Linked DNA regions of Mus musculus: all the other regions are linked to region 1. A link is a contact called in public Hi-C and Micro-C data. All regions are on one chromosome and are shown on one strand. Each heading gives the region's core, a stretch centred on a gene start, on an enhancer-like site or on the middle of the called end of the contact. The rest is flanking DNA. Distances are from core to core; before and after follow the strand shown.

Evidence for each region. A called contact is a pair of places that touch in the nucleus more often than the background predicts.
Region 2: a contact with region 1 is called in a Micro-C map of the G1E-ER4 cell line, with 2.0 times the contacts expected there. The contact joins two enhancer-like sites. A contact is called at or near these places in 1 of 484 Hi-C or Micro-C datasets (the G1E-ER4 cell line), 3 of 115 datasets of contacts at active chromatin or transcription factors (CD8 T cells, double positive thymocytes and embryonic stem cells) and 1 of 9 other capture datasets (adipose tissue).
Region 3: a contact with region 1 is called in a Hi-C map of myeloid progenitors, with 1.7 times the contacts expected there. The contact joins two enhancer-like sites. A contact is called at or near these places in 7 of 15 datasets of contacts at CTCF or cohesin (CD8 T cells, embryonic stem cells, large pre-B cells and 1 more), 72 of 484 Hi-C or Micro-C datasets (the CH12 cell line, the G1E-ER4 cell line, the HL-1 cell line and 18 more), 22 of 115 datasets of contacts at active chromatin or transcription factors (the 230-238 cell line, CD8 T cells, the HPC-7 cell line and 12 more) and 1 of 9 other capture datasets (embryonic stem cells).

Annotation. Positions count from the first base shown.
Region 1 is chr10:21,025,357-21,029,512 of GRCm38.p6, reverse strand. All of the region lies in intron 18 of Ahi1 (Abelson helper integration site 1), which reads right to left. Among named protein-coding and RNA genes, the nearest start is that of Gm20149, 17 kb to the left of the region's middle. Within about 2 kb of position 2,487, at least 51 of the 459 cell types and tissues checked have an H3K27ac peak or open chromatin away from gene starts, as enhancers often do. A contact at or near this core is called in the CH12 cell line, the G1E-ER4 cell line, the HPC-7 cell line and 2 more, where this site is marked.
Region 2 is chr10:21,239,501-21,243,656 of GRCm38.p6, reverse strand. All of the region lies in intron 2 of Gm33728 (a long non-coding RNA gene), which reads left to right. Among named protein-coding and RNA genes, the nearest start is that of Gm33728, 11 kb to the left of the region's middle. Within about 2 kb of position 1,671, at least 20 of the 459 cell types and tissues checked have an H3K27ac peak or open chromatin away from gene starts, as enhancers often do. A contact at or near this core is called in the G1E-ER4 cell line, where this site is marked.
Region 3 is chr10:21,192,061-21,196,216 of GRCm38.p6, reverse strand. No RefSeq gene overlaps it. Among named protein-coding and RNA genes, the nearest start is that of Gm33619, 7.2 kb to the right of the region's middle. Within about 2 kb of position 2,311, at least 46 of the 459 cell types and tissues checked have an H3K27ac peak or open chromatin away from gene starts, as enhancers often do. A contact at or near this core is called in the CH12 cell line, the G1E-ER4 cell line, the HPC-7 cell line and 2 more, where this site is marked.

The DNA.
Region 1 (4,156 bases), core at 1,238-3,737:
TTTTGAAACTACTTTCAAAAAAGGTAAGAACTGTTCAAAAGTCATTCTTAGGTTTCCTTCTTATGACAGTGTTTTCAGAGAGAAAGAAGTGCATTGCAATGAGCACATAGCCCACTCGCTGGACACTCCTAACACAGAGCCTCTGACATGACTGTAAAATGCTGACAGTCACCTCATGCACTCCCTTGTCAGTTTCTGAATGTGTCATCACCCTGGCTCTGAGATGGGCAGGCAAGGTGCTGACTAAGAACAACATAAAGAGTGATTCTTTACATTTCATTCAGTTTTCATTCAAGGAAAAAGCTTCCTGAAAATGCACCAAAATTCTGGAAAATACAACTCTACACTTTCTTGATCTTGAGGTCTCTCCTTCCCAGAAGGCCAGACTCCTAAATCTCATCTCCATTTTTAGCTGACGACTTTCAATAAGTGATGGATATTCATTTTCAGAAAACACTACCAGTAACTTTTATGATATCATAGACACTCACTACTCACCCCAAACTGACTAAACCACAAAATGCAAAAGCTCTTAAGTTCTCTCAGGGAAGCCCTGGGACTATTCCAGTACAGATACTCTCTTCAGCCTGAGGAGAGTAAATGAGAAAATGTAGGCAGCTCTCTTCCTCCCAAAGCTCGTAGTAGATACAACTTTTTTTTTTAAGATTTATTTATTTATTATATGTAAGTACACTGTAGCTGTCTTCAGACACTCCAGAAGAGATTCAGTTATCATTATAGATGGTTGTGAGCCACCATGTGGTTGCTGGGATTTGAACTCAGGGCCTTTGGAAGAGCAGTCTTAACCACTGAGCCATCTCTCCAGCCGGTAGATACAACTTAAGATGCTTAAAACCAGGCTTTATCCTGTAATAGATCTAATGAAGAATTACCCTGAGTCACAGGAATTTATAAAGGAAAGAGGAATTATTATTTATGAAAACACTACCAGTAACTTTTATGATATCATAGACACTCACTACTTTAGTTACAGATGCACCCACTCTAAGTCAGGTAGCAAATAAAATACTTAAAAAAAAAACCTTCCCATTTGTAGAATCAGAATGGTTGCTACAAACACTGGTGGGAAATGCTAGCAGTGCCGGCTGCACAAGGCTGGGAGGGGGGAGGGGAGGGGAGGCTCTCACCGCAAAGCATCATGGGAGCTGCGAGCAGTGAACGAGTGGCCTGAGGACAAGGCTGTACTCATTTTCTTTAAAAAAACACGCAGTAAGTTTATTATCAGAAAAGAAAGTAAAGAACAACTTGTCCTAAATTTGAGTACTTTGAAATGAATTCTAATATTAATTTATATGCCTTATTATGTGAAAATATGCGAAGTTGTCAACTTCATTTGAAAACTATAAAGATGGTAAAATGCAATCAATGGTTGAAGAAAGCCTATTAAGACAGTGAAAGTCTTGTTCTCATGTCAACATGACTCAGCCATTTTACCAGAGCCTCCTCTCCTTGCTCCTCTCACCCCGCCTTGAGTGAACCAAAGTCCCCTCTCTTCCTCCCTGGAGGCACAGTGCTAACTCACAGGCACGGAGCACTTTGGCCTGATTGATTATTCAGTCCTCCGCTTCAGCTGATGGAACGGAAGAGGTTTTGCCGCCTAACAGTTTTAGTCAGTACACCTACAAAGCTCTCTTTTGAAATAATACCCATGGATCATTTGAGGAAGAATTCAGACGAGATTCCTGAAGTGTGCGTCATTGAACACAGGGCTTTGTTTCCCTTTCTAAAATGTAGTGGAAAATTAGAGAACTTTACATATTTTTATTTGAAAAGTAAATATTACTTTTCATCTCTAATATAAAAAAGACCACTCAAGGCCATAGCTTATGTACAGACTAAATTCTCTCTGCTAACTGCTACTAGACTCTCATGCTCTGACCTAACTGATAGAAGTAGGAGATAAACACAATTTCTGTGAAAGTTGCTGGCCAAGCTAGCCTCAAACTCCCTCCTGATCTTTAGCTCCGGATCCTCCTGCCTCTGCCTCCGGAGTGTAGAATTTACAAACGCTTTCTTTTAGTAATAGTGTCAGAGTCATGTTGATAAAAGATCCTAAACTCTTAACTAAGGAAGTTTGTAATTAAGAGCATTACTCACATCCAATTAAAGCAACAATCCTTTACCAAATGATTTTCTTGGGATCAGATATAGACTTGAGTAGAAGTAGACAGAAGAGAACTGAAGTCTATACAGTACCCACAGGCCATGCACAGTGTTAAAATTAAGGTTTGAGTTCCTAAGTCACACGAGTGATATTTCATGTACTCAACATTCACATGAGGCTCAGGGGCTACAATAATGGACTGCGCACAACTGGAGCTCAGGAAAGATGACTAGGATAAGTCTAAGACATCAGACAGTCACTGCTACCTGAGTACCAAAGATGCTGGCATATGCAGGGGAAGAAAGAGCAGAGCTGTGGGGGAACAGTCTATTTAAGCCTGTCAGGGACCAGGAAGCATCTAGCATAAGGAAAGAAAGAGGACTGACTCGCAAGATAAGAAAAAACCCAACAGAGTGTGGTGTCCAGGAAACCACGCATTAGGAAGTAACCAGATGTATTCAAAGCTGGTGATCGGTCAAGGAAGATAAGGAGAAGAACTGGCCACTGGCATTAGCAGCTGCGAGGGCCACTGGTAAGCTTGAAAAGAATATATTAGAAATGTTAAACTTTCATACAATGGAAAATGTCTAGGAACATGTAGGGACAGACTTTCCTTTGGAGTGTGTGAGGTCGTTCATGTGGATGTCATCTTTGCTATGATAAAAGCTATGAACCTGTAACCAGCACATCTGGTCGAAGTCAAACTGAAAGAACCCTGGGATAAATAAAGATTCGAAGGTTAGAAAAAAAGCCAAGTAGGCTGAAAGCCCTAAATAACAGGGGTTTGCCCAGCACTTCTCCTGGGGGCAGCCAGGAGAAGCAGAAGCAGTCTCCAAAAGTAACACTGGAAGAGCGAAGGCTGCTAGCGTGCAGCCCCAGCCAGCTGTTCTCACTTTGGCAAGTGTCCTGACATAGTTTTCTTGTTTATCCTAAATATAAACTGCACATTGTTTGTCCTAGCCACAAATGTAAAGTTTTAATAAGTATGCGTGGGCAAATGAATGAGTGAGATTACAGCTGTCCACACATTAGAATAGGTAAGTCATACAACTAGTCCTTCATCTTTAGAAATTTACAACAAATAAAGAAAAGCCATTGGCATGAAGAAAAACACAGAAGCGAATAAAAGCAACCGAAGACAGGAAACCTCCGAACAGAAACTCTGGAAGTCTTAGCAGGATGCAATGCACCCACCCACGGCACAGAACGATGAGAAGTTATCAGAGAGAACCGGGCAACCCATCAGCTGTGAGGCAGAACACAGAACCAGAGAGCTCTGCGGAAGGTTAACAACAGAAAGGCTGGCGGTGTCAAAGGTGAATCTAAAGCCTTCCCAGGAAGACTGGCAGTGAGTCACAGAAGCTCTGAGGACCCCACACCCACTCACAGCAACGTTGTCATGGCAATCAGTGTCCCACTACACAACTGTGAGACAGAACATCTCCTGTCAGATTGGTTGTTATATTTACTTCTGTCACATATGTAGTAGCTCTGTTATACCTGCCCTAGCCTTCCAATTTTACATTTGAACTTCCCATTCAAGATGTTATAGTCTGATAGTTCCACAAATCTCCAGAGTATAAACAGGACAAATCAAGAACTGATTAACACACCAACTAGAAGGCTTTACACATGGTAGGTATCAGAATATCATCAAGTGTGAATTCACTACTCCTCACATAGCCTACTGTTTTGGAACCCTCACCAGAGATGAGCATGGTTTCTAACTCTGTGTGTCACCAGTGTCCTCAGCGAGAGCACTGTGGACAATTCAGGTAGGTTAGCTATTTGGAGTGGCAGGGATGCTGTCATGCTTTGCGGAATGTTTCATAGTGTCCTGCACGTCTATCCCTGATGCTGATATAGCATCCCCCAAATCTCCAGGTATCTTTAAATGTCCTGGGGCAAGATAATTCACCTCCAGCTGGGAGTCACTAGTATTTAGTTTTCTAGTCTTTTTTCTCTGTCTTGGCAGAGAATTTCAAGCAGAATTCTAAGATGATATGTGATAAAAATAAATATTGCAATTAT
Region 2 (4,156 bases), core at 422-2,921, 210 kb before region 1:
TGACAGCATTTTGTTTTGTTTTGTTTTGTTTTGTTTTGCACTAATGTGCAAACTCAGGACCTTGTACATGCTAGTCTAAGGCTCTGTATTTGCTCTGCAAATAATGTACTTGAAACAAAGGGTTAAGACACTTAGACAATCATTATATTTTGAGAGTCATTTTTAGATTTGACCCTAATTATTTGACCCTTATTCTTTAATCTCTATTACAAAACACTTAGTGAGACAACAAGAGGTGGAATAATAAAAAATAGCATTTCTAGATGGAATGCTTTCAACTCCCCCCCGCAACCCCATCCCCATCATGAACTCAGCTGTGAGTCCTGAACAAGGTGATATCACTGATCCGTTTTCAGGCGAATGTAGATTCAACAGAACACCAGGTGATAGAAAGTCCTAATATTTTAATATGTACACAGGACCACTTCTTAGAGGTGTAGGCTGCAAGGAACCACATGTGAACGGAACGTGCAGAAACAGAGCGGTAGCTCTGTCCGTTTCCACTTACCCATGTTAAGTAATTAGCCATGTCTGTCTGACTGTCTGTTCTTTGATGAGCACACGTGGCACTAGAGAGTTACTAGAGATCCAGGAGAGAAGGCTCACTGCTCTCACAGAGGACTCGTGCCCAGTTCCCAACACCAGTTCCCAGCAGGCCGCTCAGCTCAACCTCCTACCACTCTAGTTCCAAGGGCTCTGATATCCCCTGGCCTCTGAGGACACCTGTGGTGCCCACAACGCAGGCAGGCACAAATACATACACATAATAAGTAAATGCTTTTAACGTGCCGAATGCTGCTTTAAACACGTTACGGACAGTTCTCCTAAAGCCCCCTAATATGTTTTGACTTAAGCATTGTTCTGGTTCCATTGTACAGATAAAGAGTCAGGAACCCAGAAAAATTAAAGCCAATGTCCCAACAGTTAGTACATGCGGAGGTAGGGTCTGGGCCCAGACTTTTGGATTTTTACATTTCTAAATTGCAATAATAAACATAGCACACTGCAGGCAGCAGAATAAAGGTTTGATGCACAGGTTCATGGCAGCCATGGACTGTAAGCCAAACCAGTAAGCCACTGCCTCCAAAATAAACTGAAGCCTTTAACTTGTGTTTGCTGGGGATGGTCCGAACCTCAGTGAACTAAATAAACCAGAAAGATCATTACGCCTCGCTGTACAGCTTAGGAGTTAACAGCTTGGAGAAGTTAGCAGGCTCCCTGAGCCTCAGTTTCTTCATCAATGAAATGGGGTGTTTAATAGCCTGAGAAAAGAAGTTATGGGGGCTATAGATAATAAAGCACCAGAGAAAGCAGTGCATGGTCATCACATGGTTAATAACAACACTGGTAATTATGATTATGATTCTCATTAGCTCCAAAGCACACCTGTAGCTGAGGGAACAAACGGAGCCGGAACCTCAGTCTTCAGATCTCTAAGCCAGCCCATCCACTGTTGTTCTCTGGCATAACTGGAGTAAATTAAGTAACTCCATGCTCTCCAATAGCTTCAGCACACTCCAGCGAGTACCGCTTTCACAGTTCTGTTTGGAAGGTGGTTGTGAAACTCATTTCTGCAGTGTTGCAGGCGAACAAAGCAATTTGGTGTTTCTGATTAAGGACGCCCCTGACAGGGCATCAGGATTATATTCACCCTGGAAAGCAGATGTGCCTATATCAAAACCACAAAATGTTATCAGGGCGGTTCCCTCTGAAGACACTTACTGGCAAAACCTTCTGACATGTATTATCAAAATTTCAACATTTCTCTCACTTGGGGAAGTTTTTGCTAAAAAAATGGAGAGAATACAAAGTGTAAAAAGAACTAAATAAAAGTGCCCAGAAGTGGAGTCTTGGTGTGCATCCCTAGCTGGCCAGGGCCTCACTATGCAGAGTGTACATTGCAGATGAAGATGCACCCAGACTTGTCTAGAAATGTCTGCCTCTGCCTCCCAAGAACTGGGATAAAAGCAGACATTCTTAGGCCTGTGAGCCTCAAAGGCTGCGCAGAATGCTTTTCTATAGGTATACATGAGTTTACTTCACTAAACACATGGCTGTTTGTGACTTTTTCACTATTGTCAACAATATTGCTATAAGGACTCCTATAAAAATATAGTTAAGAGTCTTGGGGTAAATTCTACAAGTGTAATCACATGTTCAGATTTTTTCCTCGGGCTGTTTATAGTCATGATTTGTCTTGTAACAGCAAATATTCTTGCTAAAAAAAAGTCTCTCACCAGCTGTTGCATTTCTTATTGGTTTTTAATCCACATAGTAAGAAGAGATGGTCAACAAAGGTCAACAAAGGGCTTTTGTTTTGTTTTGTTTTGTTTTGTTTTGTTTTTTTTGTTTTTTTCAAGTCAGGGTGTCTCTGTCTAGATAGCCCTGGCTGTCCTGGAATTCACTCTGTAGACCAGGCTGGCTTTGAACTCAGAAATCTGCCTGCCTCTGCCTCCCAAGTGCTGGGATTCAACAAAGGGTTTTACAACACTCTGTACTCCCTTGCTTATTACCAATAAGCAAGAAATTTTACAGTTCAAAGACACATTTGTTTCAGTGTGTGGAAGGGTTGTTCTGTGATCTGCCTTCTTCTTCAACATTTTCCTCAGAAATCTTCATAAGTAGAGATTCCTACATGACCTGTACCACTGCAAAGTGGCGTTCGTCAATTAGGAAAGCTACAATATTTTAAAACAAACAAGGGTCACAGTAAGGAAGGATCAATGTGTTGTTCTCTATAACAAGTTATTATGACTTTTACCCTCCTCTTCTGTCATGTCTGTTTGTGAACGTCTTCACTCTTAGTCTAGAACTTTACCCTTGTTCTGGGGTGCTTACCCTGTGATTGTTGTAAACACAGTCAGGTTTCAACACTCTCCCTCTTCCCCCAAGGGCTGGGGATCAAACCCAAAGCTGTGAGCATGCTAAGCCAGCTCTCTAGCACTGAGATACACCCACAGCCTTTGGTTGTCTTTAAGGCAGGGTCTCATTTCATAGGCCTGATGCTCTTGAATTCATGTATAGTCCAAGCTGTGGTCCTTGTGCCTCTGCCTCCGGGATTACAGATGTGCACACTATGTCTCTTGTTTTTGTCTTTTAACTTCTGATGCTCTAACCCCATCCCAAACACCCTCAAGGTTTTAAATATTATGTAACTCTGTTACCTTTACCACCAAATGTAGAAGTTGTTATTCTATCCAAAGATTATAAAAAAGGTGTTAAGCTGTTTTCTGGCACAAAAGTTTTCGTTTTCTCATCAAAGGGCATGACATTTGTTTGGTGTATTGCTCAAGGGGAGATGTGTGGGGGCTGCCATCGCAGGATATATGAGCAGTGTGCTTTAGTTCTCCCTCTGATGCCCAGACATTTGTCGTAACATTGAATTTCTCTTCTTGCCCCACTGATTGTTGCATGCGGTGCTCCAGCCTTCTCCCTGCTTGTGACTGTTTATAGAGGTCCATGCTAGCATTCTGCTCATTTCGGCATCATCTACCCTAGACTTTAACTGTGATAGGTTCTGGTTTCTCTGGAAACATTCACTGGACAGACTCCCCTTTGGTTTTTATTTTCTAAAACTTCTGATCAATTTTTTTTCATTTTCTATTAAGTAAATTTAAAATACTCTTTGAGCAACTTTTCGAGCTAAGGATCCACAGTTTGCACCTTTGTGACAAGGAGAGACTGTTGTTGCGCAGGTTGCTTACAGATCCCTAGTTAAAGGATGTTGATGTTTCCCATAGTATTTTTAAATATTTATGAGATTGGCCACTCAAGTTAAGCTACACTTAAAATAACGCAGTTTGTGAACCACAGACAGTTTTTAAACTCAGAGAGATATAAACTACATCCACATAACATTCAAGGTTCCAATTATATCCTATTACTGACAGAAGGCTCTGTTCTTTCTAGACCTTGCCTTCCTGTCTTTCACTGAGAAGTGGACTCGGGCTATCTCTTGGCAGACAGAGCCGTTTATTGCACAAGGCTCTGGGTATTCAGTGCTCTGGGACAGAGACTGCACATCCTCCCAGATCAGAGTCCTCAGGAGATGTTACTGGGTCAGCACACACCCTTCATGTGGTTCCATGATTTTACTTTGTTTTCCCCAATACACTTCCTGTGTATAACTTGTGCTATAGAGAACAATACATTGATC
Region 3 (4,156 bases), core at 1,062-3,561, 170 kb before region 1:
CCTCAGCTTCCAGAGTGCCAGAGTGGCAGGTACAAGCCACTAGACCATTTCCCTTGCTCTGTTAGAGAGGGTTCACTCCAGAAGGGCCAGCCTCTCATCCAATACCACAACAGGCTCAACAACAGAAAGCGGTGAACATCAGAAGTGCTCTGGCTCGAAGTCTGGGGCTCCTTGCCCAGTGTCTCATCTGTCAGGTTCTGAACTACTCTGAGAAACCCTGAGAGGAATGCTCTCTGCTCTTGTACAACTTCCATTTGACCTTGGGAAACTCACCTAACCTTGTACTTTATTTCCTCACACGTAAAATGGGTTGGGGAATAATAACAGCAGCCCCACCCGTCCTCACTTGAGTCTTACGAGGAGGAATTAGATAATGTCTGCGCTGGGCTTTGCTCCCCTCAGAAGAAAGTCCCTATAAAACACGAGGCAGAAATTGAGCGGCCTTTACGAGGGCTGATGAGATCAAAGCCAGCAGCTAGGGCAGCTTTCTCCTGGCACAGTTCGCTTACTTCTCTGTGCTCTAATAACATTCCTCCCTGCAGTGATTTGCAGATAGTCATTAAGTAAATCTTGCTGCCCTCAAGCAAAGCTTAATTTGCACCCTTACAGCCTAAAGCTTTGTATAAATGAAACCTTGGGAACAGTGCAGGGGATACCTAAAAACAACTCGAGAATTATGATCTTCACTTCTATTTTCTCATCACCTACTCTATAGCCACAATGTTTACATATTTAATACGTAGCTAAGTGGCCCCTTTAAACTAGATCTCGTAGGATCCTTTGTAAAAATATTCTTAAATGCCAACAATATGGGAACGCTTTGGGCACCTGTGTTTGCTATTTGGATGAGCTAAAAATGTCCCCATGTGTTGGGCATGTCATTTCTTTCAGAAAGCTGCTCGGGTCTCAAGCCAGAGAAAAACCACTGTTTGAGGGGACCCCATCTTCCAAGTATGAGAATCCATTAAGCAGGTCTTGAGGTGCTCGCAGGATGTTGCATAACCTGCTTTTCTGATGTTTCAACTTGACTGCATTTCGTTTTAATTTGTTAAATTCTACTGGCAGAGACTCAGAGTAGAATGCTGCACTATCTTATTTTTGAATCTACATGTTAATCGTGTCTAATTGGCCTTCATTTCCATTTGCACAGATTGCTGGTCTTCATTTCTGCAATTAGTAGATCAAATTTCCAAACCTAGCCCCAGCCGTGACCTTATGACATCCATGTAACTGTCTCAGAGTCCTGTCCAAGCCTCACACCTAAGTCACCATCGTGAACAAGAGCAAGCCATCCAGAAGGGGCTTTTGGGAATTTCTTCTTCAAATTAGATCTGTTCAAAGAAACAGGTTTGAAAGTCCTGGGGCCCCATTATTCAGGAACAGCAGACCTGGTTTGTGAATCTTGTTTCGTATTTATAGATTTATTCTGAGCTCTGAGAGATGAACACTGAGTCCATTGTTGGTGGCAACACATGTTTAAAAGTTTAATAAGAGCCAACAATGGATTTTTTTAGTTCAACCCCCACAAAAGGTTTTACATTGTCAATCTAGTCTTGAGTGGGAAAGAATAACTCCTTTTTCTTTATGTTTTAAAGAAGTGATATCGTTGAAAGATAATAATGGATGATTTATCCATTTAAATATGATATCTTCATGTTTTAAAGAATTCCGTATCTGTAATTCTCGATACAGAGATACACTAGAGCCACTCTGGAAGGAGGGTTTGATTTTGGCAGAGCTGAGTTAATTATAAGGGACCCCCCACCCCAGGGAAGCCTCTGCTTCTGCCCCTGATAGGCCTTCAGGAAGAGCCCTTCAAGAAAGCCACATGATCTCAAAAGGGTTAGGGAGGCCCCTTCTGAAAAAAAAAATATTTTTTTCTGTTCCCTTTAACAGTATGCTTTCTCCAGTTAAGTTCCTTTCCTCCAGTGAATACAAATAGCTCTGGGAAGGATAACAGATTACATCTTATCTATTGAGCAGGTCTGTGGGTTTGGGGGTTGTGTAGCACTAAGGGGAAAAGCGGCTGAATTTTCCCTGGCTGTATATTTCCCTAAGAATGAGGCAGCCCTCCCTCCAACCCAGCAGCTTCGTCTATATCTTAAAATATCGCAAAAAGAATCCTTGCACCCAGAGTCTGTGCTCATGTGGACATTTAGCCAAGAGAGGAAGAGGAATGGGAAAAAGAGGAGGAAAAAAGAGGAAGAGAGGGGGAAGACAGGGGAAGAGGAAAGAGGAAGACAGAGGGGAGGGATAGAACAGGAGAGGGAGATAGGAGACAAGGCTCAGTCTACTCTGTGCCCAGGAGGGCGGGCTGTGCCCAGCAGGCTGTAACCTGGATGAGCAGGAAGCCTGCAGCAACATGCCTGTGTCCAGGGTTCCAGACCTGGGCAGGGTAGGGATAAGAGTCTCATTTTAATTATGCCAAGGAGTCTGCCCTGGAAGAATGGAATCTCAGCAACAGAAGATTGTAAATGGAACTGGGCTTAGTCCTGGCAGCAAGAGAGCTGCTGTCTTTCCTTCTCAAGGCAGCAACAAACCCGCCATTGCTTAGGGGAAACGTGGAGTCTCTGTAAAATGACACAGAATAAAAAACCAAGATGTAAAGGCTGCTTCAGCATATGGCCTACACTGAAGCCGAATTATCATTTCAAAGATCTTGAATCCTCCTGTTGCTGAGGCCCAGGCCCCTTGGCTTTCTTCCGTTTCCATTATCTTTCTCTTTTCATAAACAAAACCATTCGAACACCAACACCAAATAGAAAAACCCCTCCCCCTCTCCCTCCCCCTCCCGTCTCCCCACTGGGACCCCACCTCTGTCTTCCCAACGCTCTGGCAAGCTTTCAGTTTGAACTCTTGTGCTGCCTCTGTTCTCACTGGAAGCTGGCTGCTGAGTATGGACTCTGCACCCTGTATCCCACAGCCTTGCTCTCTACCCTCTACCCACTCTGCCTCACCTTCATCGGGTCAGGAGCCAGAACCAGGACATCATTTATCACCTTCTCAACAGCATCAGCACCAAGCACTCATACCCACCTTGAACTCCTGATTGCCCTCACTGATGGTCTCTCCTGGTAGGGCTCTCGAAGCTCTGATTGATATCTACCCATTTCCACCCCAGCTTCTATAATAATATCAGGGAGGAAGAGAAGAGAGTAAAGGAGAGGACGGGATGCTAAAGCCAGAATACCAGGTGGCATCTTTCAAACCTGATTAGTTGTCTGATAGTTGCCAGGAGTCAGGATTGTTTCCTCCCAATGTTGCAAATCTCAGGTCTAGACCATGTCATAGTCTGGTTCTAGAAACGTCTCCACGTTTTTTAATACAGAATAACTAACCCAGAAAAGAGGGGCCGGCCAATTCTTATGATGTAAATAGACCCACCTTATCCAGCTTTGAGCTACAAACTAAATGTCGCTAAATGTGCAGTTGGGAAGGCATGTATGTAGACTGGCTTTCAGATATAAACATGATATAAATACGAGCTGGCTCCAGTGCCCCAGTGGCTTCACACACTGTCCCACTCTGTGACAGGCCGGGCCACCTGGGTCTCTTTCAATTCCCTTTACTGGCACTGCTTCCTCATGCACCAGGCTGCCTCGCTTTCTGTTCCTTCTGCTCATTCCTTCCTTTTCATCTAGTCCGTGACTGCTCCTCCCTCCGTTCTCAGCACAACCATGACTTTTACAGGCAAGCTTTTTCTGACCTCGCCACCAGTCCGGTCAAGTGCCTAATCCTAGACTCTCATTGTGCCGTGCCCCGTTCCTTTGTAGAATATGTCACAGGTATAATTTGACACTTGTTCAATTGATCATCTGATTACTGTCTGTCTCCCTTCCTGGAGGGCAAGCCCCGGCTGGTCAGGCTGGGTCTGCTGTTGTTTATGCTGTGTTCCCAGCTCTTGCCCTCCAAAGAACTTCTACGTGGTGACAACTAACTGACTGTCTGAGCATCATACCTCTTTCTCCAAGCCTGATTCGTCATGAGCTAGAAGGTGAAAGTCACTTCTCTTCTCCAACACTACCATACCCAGGAGTGTTTTGTTCTCTCTGAGAGCCTCTACCAGCAGCTGACTGAGACAGAAGCAGATACTTACAGCCAACCAACTCTGAGGAAGAGTTGGGGGAAGGACTGAAGGAGCTGAAGGGGGTGGCAA